2 separate regions of the Mus musculus genome follow, and region 2 is linked to region 1. Evidence: chromatin contacts called from public Hi-C data. All regions are on one chromosome and are shown on one strand. The core of a region is the stretch at or near the end of the contact, and the rest is flanking DNA. Distances in the headings are between cores, read along the strand shown. Region 1 overlaps Veph1 (ventricular zone expressed PH domain-containing 1). Region 2 holds the start of Ptx3 (pentraxin related gene).

The links. Hi-C and Micro-C count contacts between places; a contact is called where the count stands out from the background.
Region 2: a contact with region 1 is called in a Hi-C map of embryonic fibroblasts, with 1.7 times the contacts expected there. The contact joins the promoter of Ptx3 here to the enhancer-like site in region 1. A contact is called at or near these places in 1 of 39 promoter capture datasets (the 3T3-L1 cell line), 4 of 484 Hi-C or Micro-C datasets (adipose-derived mesenchymal stem cells, embryonic fibroblasts and nephron progenitors), 3 of 115 datasets of contacts at active chromatin or transcription factors (bone marrow-derived dendritic cells, craniofacial prominence and fibro-adipogenic progenitors) and 1 of 9 other capture datasets (pancreatic islet).

The regions. Positions count from the first base shown.
Region 1 is chr3:66,115,517-66,120,128 of GRCm38.p6, forward strand. The region is part of intron 11 of Veph1 (ventricular zone expressed PH domain-containing 1); the gene reads right to left. Among named protein-coding and RNA genes, the nearest start is that of Ptx3, 100 kb to the right of the region's middle. Within about 2 kb of position 2,440, at least 11 of the 459 cell types and tissues checked have an H3K27ac peak or open chromatin away from gene starts, as enhancers often do.
Region 2 is chr3:66,217,618-66,222,533 of GRCm38.p6, forward strand. It overlaps Ptx3 (pentraxin related gene), which reads left to right and starts at 2,270. Exons shown (of 3, transcript NM_008987.3): 1 at 2,270-2,574; 2 at 3,033-3,434. The coding sequence starts at 2,445. The region is part of intron 4 of Veph1 (ventricular zone expressed PH domain-containing 1); the gene reads right to left.

The DNA of each region.
Region 1 (4,612 bases), core at 1,190-3,689:
CCTTTCTTCTCTCTCTCTCTCTTCCTTCCTTCCTTCCTCTCTCTCTCTCTTTCTTTTTCTTTCTTTCTTAGATATTTTCTTTATTTACATTTCAAATGTTCTCCCCTTTCCTGGTTTCCCCTCCGAAAACCCCCTATCCCATCTCCCGTTCCCCTGCTCACCAACCCACCACTCCTGCTTCCCTGCCCTGGCATTCCCCTACACCGGAGTATTAAGCCTTCACAGGACCAAGGGTCTCTCCTCCCATTGATGTTCAACAATGTCATCCTCTGCTACATATGCAGCTGGAGCCATTGGTCACTCCAACTCTTTGGTTGGTGCACCCCTGTTTTTCTATAGCTTCTTTTGTGTTAATCCCTACAGCTCTTTCTTGGTTGCCTTGTCTTCCTATTAGAAAGAAACCTCAGTAGAAGGATAAATGCTGAGAATGATAATAGCTATATTGAGGTTTCAAAAGCCCACATCATTCTCTCTCTCTCTCTCTCTCTCTCTCTCTCTCTCTCTCTCTCTCTCTCTCTCTCTCTCTCTCTCTCTCCTACTTGTGGATAAGGATATAAGTTCTCAGCTGCTGCTCCAGTGTGATGTCTGCCTGCCTGCTTGATGCCATGCACTTTACCATGATGGCCAGGGACTTTAACTCTCTGGAACTTTAAGCCCTCATAAACTCTTTCTTCTACAAGTTGCATTGGTTATGGTCTAGAGTAACTAAGACACAGACAGTAACATTTGATACAAATGTGTGATTAATAAAAGCTTGAATCTTATTCAAATTTTAATGCCATGAATATCTAGAGATAATATTTTTTCATTTGAGCTAGTGAACATATGCATTATACAAATAATACTAACTTTCATAGTTTTGCAACTTTATAATACTATATAACGATGTAACACTTTAACTCTGTGAGATTGGTTTGAATTTACAAGTGATAAATGCATTGAATTTTATGTCAAAATTGATGGAAATAAGGAGAGTGCTCTCTGACAATGATAATCTCTTAAATTACAAAACTATAAGAGATAGAGATTATCCTTGAAAATTCATCTTTGTATCTCCACTCTGAATCTTGGCAGATTTGAATTGTGTTGTATGGGGGAGAGTGACAGAGATGGGAATGGGGCTGGGGCTGGGGCTGGGGCTGGAGAAGGGGAAAGGGATAGGGACAGGGATAGAGATGGGGATAGACTGAGGAGAGGATGACAGGAGGAGTGAGGGAGTGAGGGAGAGAGGTTGGAAGAGAGGTTGGGAGAGAGAGAGAGAGAGAGAGAGAGAGAGAGAGAGAGAGAGAGAGAGAGAGAGAGACTGGGACATAGAAACAAAGCCCCAATGAAGGGCAAAGGCAGGTTTTGAACCTGATCATACTATTCAGGTATGTGCAGGAAGGAAGGTAAGCTATGCTGCTCTAACCAATAGGAAACTTCGGTTTTCAACAGAACAAAAGGCTGGGTGTTTCTCATGCAGCATAAGTGATGGGATTAGCTATCTTTGAGAGCTGGACTCTTCCATGTGGGAGCTCATAATTCCAGGCTCTTTCCACCTTCTATCAACCCAGTATCAGCAATTGCTTTACTCACCATGGTAGAAGACAAAAACGAAGATATGCAACATTAACTTTTAAAGTCTAAAACAGGAGCAGAAATGTCTCAAAGCTGAGCCTTGTGTCAAGATGCTGGGGAATTTGATGCTGTCCCTGCCCAGATGAGAGAAGAGCCAGGTGCATTGGTGGCAGCCGGAAGTCACCATGGTGTGCTGTCTAGCCCCAGTTCTGACACTGACTTTCAACAGGCCCCCTTGCCTCCGTTTTTAACGAATGAATATGACAGTATTTGTTTACTCAATGGATGCCTATTGTCTGGGCCAAATACTGTATGACCATAGAAATAAAATGGTAAATTTGAGGAAAACTCTATCTTTAGATATTTGCTGTAGTCTCAGGCTCCTGGTAAGGATAATGTGTACTTTATCATACACGGTCTTAATTTAATGAACCTTAGTGACAGATTTCAGCTCTAAAATTCCAAGTTTCTATCTTAAAATACTACAGTCACATTTTAGGTTCTCAAGTATTTGCTTAATGTGTCTTCTCTGGGGAACGGGCTTCTCATGAGAGCCTAAATTCTCTAGATTGAAGTTAAAGGTCAGAAGCAGAGAGACAAATGTTATCATTTCCATATCACTGTGTGTGTGTGTGTGTGTGTGTGTGTGTGTGCATGTCTATACATGTGAGTACTGTGTGCATGTGATATATGTGTAAATAAAGAAGTTACTGAACAAGTCTCAGCTATTTTGAATTTAATATGGAGAAATCTTCATAAAAGATGATAGCAAGCAAATATGATTGAAAAATTTTGGAACAGACTTCTTTGCCACACTGTGGACATTCCAGATACTCTTCTATTCTCATGAATAAACCAAATTACGAAACTTAGAACATTTTCAAAAATTGGCTTTACAGTTAGCTACCTTTCCCCTAGAGGAATATTTATTGGCATGAAGTAGGAATATGAATTACAGTAATAACAACACAACTGGTTGCCAAGTTATTTATTTAATCTCTTAGATCTCGGAGTTGGTGCCAAGTTTTAATTTTCTCCTTGTCTCCAGCTGAAATAGCTAATGATTAAAAATTTTTATAAGATTTTTATGCATTGTCTTTAAGCATAATGTAACAGTTGAAAAATTGAGTAAAATATGCAAAGAATTCCATTCACTTCCTGTGGATGTGATTGCGGGATTTCCTTTTTGTTTCAATATCAAGTGTCAAATTCTTAAACCAAAGTCAAAGTCTGATGAAACGGAAGTTAAGTATTTCTCTGTTGTCAATAGACTCATGAATAAGAATTCTGAAGAGTTACATATCTCATCCTGTTCTTATTCTTCACCTAAGAGGCATTTTCACAATGTAACAGGCTTTGATCAACTTACCACTTGCTTGTACTTCCTTATTGTGCACATAAGTTGTGTGCGTGTGTGCACATGTTTGTGCACACATAAGCAAAGGACAGAGGAGGACATTGATGCCTTCCTTTCTTGGTTTTTGTCTCATTCCCCTGTGACAGGTTCCCTCATTCAACCAAAACCTCACTGTTTCCACTAGGCTGGGCTGGCCTGCAAGTTCTTAGGAGCTGTTTCCTGCCCCACCCAGGTCGCAGTGCTGGAGTTACAGGCACTTGTAGCCACGTCTTTTAAAAGGGGCTTGGGATTTGAACTTAGGCCTACTTGCAGATCAAGAGCCCTAACCCAACAAGACATCTAAACCCTTGCCTGTACTTTGAGTTTACTTAATATTGACATGCTTATTTTCCTTTCTCAAAAGCAAAACAGGTGGAGGGAGAGAAGAATAAATGTTGGTCAGGTGGTACCAAGTTAGAGCTACACAAGAGGAGACACAGGGCTCTGTTGTGCAGTTCAGTGACTATAAATAGTGACAATGTATATATACTTCAAAGAGCTATAGTAAGAAGGTTTAAATTTTTTTCACAAAGAAATGCTAAATGTTTGAGATTGAGTTATTTACCTGATTTGAATATTATACAAGATATATATGTATTTAAACATCCCATAATATTCCACAAAGGGTACAATTTTTATGAGAAAAATCAGTTAAACGGGGTCAGAGACTATGATCAAATGTGTCAGAACCTCTGGATTTCCTACTTGGCATACAGATATGGCTTATTTCAGAAAGCTGGCAATGGTCAGAGAAGCTTTCTGTGGCCCTCTGTATTTGCTACCTGCATTGTGTCTTGCATGGTCCAGTCTACTCCAAAATCCATTATCTACAGCCACACTTTTCTTTGTGAGGACCACACTAAAATTTTAGCTTCCAAAATACACAAACATGGATTCTTCCTATTCAGTTTCCTGTAGCAACAAAATGCCCGAGCTTGAGACATTTGCAGAATTTTGTTTCTTATAGTCCCATAAGCCAGCATATCTAAGACAAGGCACTGGAGACTGTGTTATGTGGTAAGAGCTTGGTCTCTGCTTCCAATACACACGGGACCCTGCCTCCTCTGTCCATGGCAGAAGGCAGAGAAGAATTTTGTAAAAACATATAGAATATCAATAAGTGACATAAATATTACTTATTTACATACAGTACCCATCACCTCTACAGAGCCCTTGATGGCATTTGTAAGGGTTTTGCCCCATGACTTAATTCTTTTTTTTTTCCATTTTTTATTAGGTATTTAGCTCATTTACATTTCCAATGCTATACCAAAAGTCCCCCATATCCACCCACCCCCACTCCCCTGCCCACCCACTCCCCCTTTTTGGCCCTGGTGTTCCCCTGTACTGGGGCATATAAAGTTTGCAAGTCCAATGGGCCTCTCTTTCCAGTGATGGCCGACTAGGCCATCTTTTGATATATATGCAGCTAGAGTCAAGAGCTCCGGGGTACTGGTTAGTTCATAATGTTGTTTCACCTGTAGGGTTGCAGATCCCTTTAGCTCCTTGGCTACTTTCTCTAGCTCCTCCATTGGGAGCCCTATGATCCATCCATTAGCTGACTGTGAGCATCCACTTCTGTGTTTGCTAGGCCCCGGCATAGTCTCACAAGAGACAGCTACATCTGGGTCCTTTCAATAAAATCTTGCTAGTGTATGC
Region 2 (4,916 bases), core at 1,020-3,519, 100 kb after region 1:
CCGAATGTCTCCAGCCCACATACAAGCATAAGAAACGATAAAAACGACAGCGATGTGCCTGCCATCCAGCTGCACCAAAACTTTGCCTCGTGCCATAAGTGTTTCCTGACTAATGTTCTTTTTTTCTCCTCAGAGGTCATCATCCCTGTGAAGTTAGTATTTCTCATTGTTGTGAAGGGTTTTCTACCTTAATTACATGTGTGCATCCATTATCATCTTAGAGCCGTTTTCTTGCCTTATAATTTTACATGAATAAATTAATTACATGCAGAACTCTTTGCAAACTATTTTATTCCATTCGCTATTATGCTGGTTTTCATTCAAATTGGCCTCTTACCTTTATTCTTCCTGTTTGCCCCTCTACCCCAGGGCACCATTTTGTTAATGTACTCTATGACTGAAAGACATTATTTTCTATAGCTTCCAGAAGAAACCATCAGAAAAAGGGCCCGAAATCACTCAGACTTGTTATCTTCTGTCTTCTGAAGTCCAGATCTAGCCATACCACTCATGGGCATATACTCAAAAAATGCTCCACCAAACTACAGAAACACCTGCTCTACTATGTTATAGCAGCCTTATTTGTAATAGTCAGAAACTAGAAACAACTCAGGTGTCCATCAACTGAAGAATGGATCAAGTGTGGTACATTTACACAATGCGATATTACTCAGCTATTAAAAACAAAGACATCGTGAAATTTGCAGGCAAATGGATGGAACTAGAAAAGATCATCCTGAGTGAGGTAACCCAGGCCCAGAAAGACACACATGGTATGTGCTCATTTGTAATTGGACATTAGCCATACAGTACAGGTAACTATGCTACAATCCACAGACATTGAAAGAACAGTAAGCATTTTTATCCAGTTCTTCCACATTGCTTTTTCAGACAGGGTCTCTCGTGGGCCTTAACTTGCCCAATAGGCTTAGCTGTTTAGCCAGGGATCCCAGAGGCTCTCTGTACTGGCATTAGGACCTCACAGCACCACATCAGGTTTCTTAATGTGGACTCTAGAAACTGAACTCGAGCCCACAGCCTTAGGAGAAAAGCACCTTACAAAGCTGTGGCTCCACACTGCCCTTTAAACAATATCGTATTGTCTCATATTGCCATCGCTTTCTGATGGCTTTAACGGTTTCAAACATACCCTGTCTTTAGCCGTGATCTCAAATAAGTGAAGCTCTTGAGCAGGGGCCTGATGCCTTTTGACTTTGTGTTGATTCATGCTTATGATGCCCTGTTCCCTCCGTGTCTAGCTATGTTTAACTGTGGATTCATTTTTATTGTGGTGGATGGTACATGCATGTGCATTCCAGATGCGTGAGGGCACTCAGGCCAGGAAAGCCACTCATGAGTCTCTGTCAGGAGCAGAGGAATTTACCTATGGAAATCCAAGAGGCAGCCTTCTGAGAGGCCTGGCCTGAGGGTAGTAGCCCTGCCATCATGATCAGGATGTGACTGGTAACCCTCCCCCTCCATCTCCTTTGTATATTGGAGACTTGTATCAGCTCAGGGGTATCCTCTGGGAGTGGTTCCCTCTAGATCTGTGTAGTTTTTTAGATCTTGCTTTATTTGGAGTTTATTCAAATGTTTTAATTTTTTATCACTATTATTATGACTTATCAACACCTATCTAGGTACTTTGCACTGGGGGAGGGGGCAGGTTTTACACACACACACACACACACACACACACACACACACACACAGTCACTAATGTAAATTTAAAACAGGACCTTGATAGGATATGTCAAGAATACCCAAGCACCTAAAGCCACTATATTCCCGCCCTCACTTTCCTGTTTTACTGGGTTTTGACCCAGCCATACTGTGTTTTTTAGTTGCTCCACCAGAGGAGTCAAGACTAGTTAGTCAAGATTGACTTCTAGAGTCATAAAAATTCTTAATGGGTTATTTTGGAGTCACGGAATCATTTTCTATAGCTTGGTCTTGAGAAAGTATCCAAAGGAAAAGTGAAAAAAAAAAGTTTTCCATAACTTCAGGGGTTGTGGAGTAATGAAAGCTCACACCAAATGCCAAAATGATAATTCGCCCTGTACCTCTGTGCTCCTCACCCCCCAAAGCGCTAGCACTTCAGGTTACAGCAACTAATCCTCAGGGGCACCAGAAAAGTCCAGCTTCCCTCCCCTTCTCCCCCTGACTCGCCTCTAATTAATCTGCCTGCAGTGTGGACCTCGGTGGTTTAACATTGTGCAACCTCTTCAGCTCCCTTGCCCTCCCACCCAACCCCCTCCCCCAAATCCAGGGGAACTCCCTCGCGCTGTGCCACCGACATTAGTCATTCATCCCGCTCATGCTTTGGAGCGTTTATTAAGGGCTTCACTCCTGCCTCACACTATCTCTCCCGGGCTCAAACTCGGATCACTGTAGAGTCTCGCTTCTTCCCCTGCGGCTGCGAAGCAAATTTCGCCTCTCCAGCAATGCACCTCCCTGCGATCCTGCTTTGTGCTCTCTGGTCTGCAGTAGTGGCTGAGACCTCGGATGACTACGAGCTCATGTATGTGAATTTGGACAACGAAATAGACAATGGACTTCATCCCACCGAGGACCGTAAGTTCATTTTTAACTCTCTCAGCGTATCAAAACTACATAACTCACTTTTTGGGGGGCGCGATTAACATAATTAACATAGATAGCCAATGAAGCAAGCTAAAATTATACTTTATTTGTGAAAGCAAGGACTGGGGGAAAAAAGGAAAGCAAGAAAGCAAGGACTATCTGAGAAAAGCCAGAGGTTTTAAATTATTTTTGTAACATTTATGATGAGTTAAGTTATACGAAATCTTTAACTGTTTTTAGCTATATTAATGGCATTTTCTCAGTTAGTTTAACATGTCCTATAAAGAATAGTCCTGTGTCATCTTTGAGTTTACACGCACGCTGTTTTCAGAGCTATCCTTAGAAGGAGAGCGGTTGCTGGGGACAGGCTGAAACTTGGAGTCACCAAGAGTGCAACCCATGGCCACCCAGGACAAGCTGATAACACTTGTGTGTGTCCTGCGTTCTAGCCACGCCATGCGACTGCCGCCAGGAGCACTCGGAGTGGGACAAGCTGTTCATCATGCTGGAGAACTCGCAGATGCGGGAGGGCATGCTGTTGCAGGCCACCGACGACGTCCTCCGTGGAGAGCTGCAGCGGCTGCGGGCAGAGCTGGGGCGGCTGGCGGGCGGCATGGCGAGGCCGTGCGCAGCCGGTGGCCCCGCAGACGCCAGGCTGGTGCGGGCGCTGGAGCCGCTGCTGCAGGAGAGCCGTGACGCGAGCCTCAGGCTGGCGCGCCTGGAGGACGCGGAGGCGCGGCGACCCGAGGCGACAGTGCCTGGCCTAGGCGCTGTGCTGGAGGAACTGCGGCGGACGCGCGCCGACCTGAGCGCCGTGCAGAGCTGGGTCGCCCGCCACTGGCTGCCCGCAGGTAAGCCCACGGTCGGCTCTGTCCCTAGAGGCAAGCTTTTGTGGGGACCCTCACACTCAGAGCCCCAGTACTTTTCATAGGCACACTCACAGAGCTCACACCACGCCAGGCAGGCTCATTGCCTTTTAAAAGTATTTCCAAGCCCGAGGAACCCAAAAGAAAAAAACGAGGATTTAAACCATCAGTCTGGAAGTTGACGTCAGAGGTTCCTGATACCGGATCCGACCAGATATTGAAGGAGTCCATTGGCAGGTGTTTAACAGTGACCCTCCTCGCTGCCCCGAGTCCCTCCGTTAGGGATTTCCAAGTCTTCTAATTTTATCCCGTCACTTTCTTTAGGCCAGCTCCTGTTTCCTCCGACTATTTCAGGGCCCTGGCTAACTTCAGCGACTTTCCCAGCCCCTTGGCCGACTCCTCCCCCTCTGCTCCTTCTGAGTTGACTGGAGCCTAATTGGATCTCCTGCAGACTCAGCAGAATCCCTTCAGGGTTCCCTCATCCCAGTTTAGTTCCACAGTGAAGGTCAAGGGGGGCATGCTTTATAAAGTCAGGCGCAGGAGTCAGAGGGAGTAGATGACGGCTTTATCCAGTCCCCCAGGACCACACAAGAAAGGGACTATTCAGACTGTGCAACTTGTCAAAGCCCCACATGAACTCCATAAAACTCCCAACTGATGAGGGCCCCTTTGGTATACTCTTAAAAGCTAACAAAACAGGAAGAACATTGGAGCCTAGTAATTCGGGTTCTTAAGTCAAATTTCTGACGGGAGCAGTGATGTTTTGTTGTAGATTATTCTAGAAAATTAGTGCCCTATGCAGACAAATAGCCCTGGTACTCCTCATGAGTCTCAGAAACAATGACAAGCAATACCACCCTATGCCATATTTCCAATGAAATGAAGCTTATTGGATGGGGTAGGAGGAAGGACACTCCAGAGCACAGTTCATTCCTTTATAGAAACTATCCTACAATCAGTCCCTCCTATCTACTTGAGCTATAGGGGTCATGCCCTTAAGTTCAAAGCACAATTCTTCAGACAAAAAGCATAAATCAACCCTAAAGCAAACCCTCTATGTGATAACTTTGTGACAATTTTAAATGCATGGATTTTTTTGTTTGTTTGTTTTGCAAGCTCTGTAGAGTCATGCACATATAATGTGCCCCTTAAAGGAAGAATTACTTTGTCTCCTCATCTGTTAGAAAATGTATACATTTCCGAATTCTAAACTGTTGTTGGTGCTTACTAGCCAATCATACTTGCACCTACAGTCTTTGACTGGTCCTCTCTTTCTCTCCTGCCAACTTGGTCCCCAGAGGACACCTAATTATGTTGTGGTCTGCCTCCTAAGAACCTGGTTTTCATTTTGCTTGGTCTCTGATAATATAATTACAAAGACTTATTAGTTGAAAGCCACTTCATGAGAGAGTTCCTGACATTTCAAAGACGTCTCAAGGGCCTCCTTCACTGTTCTGCACAAGAACC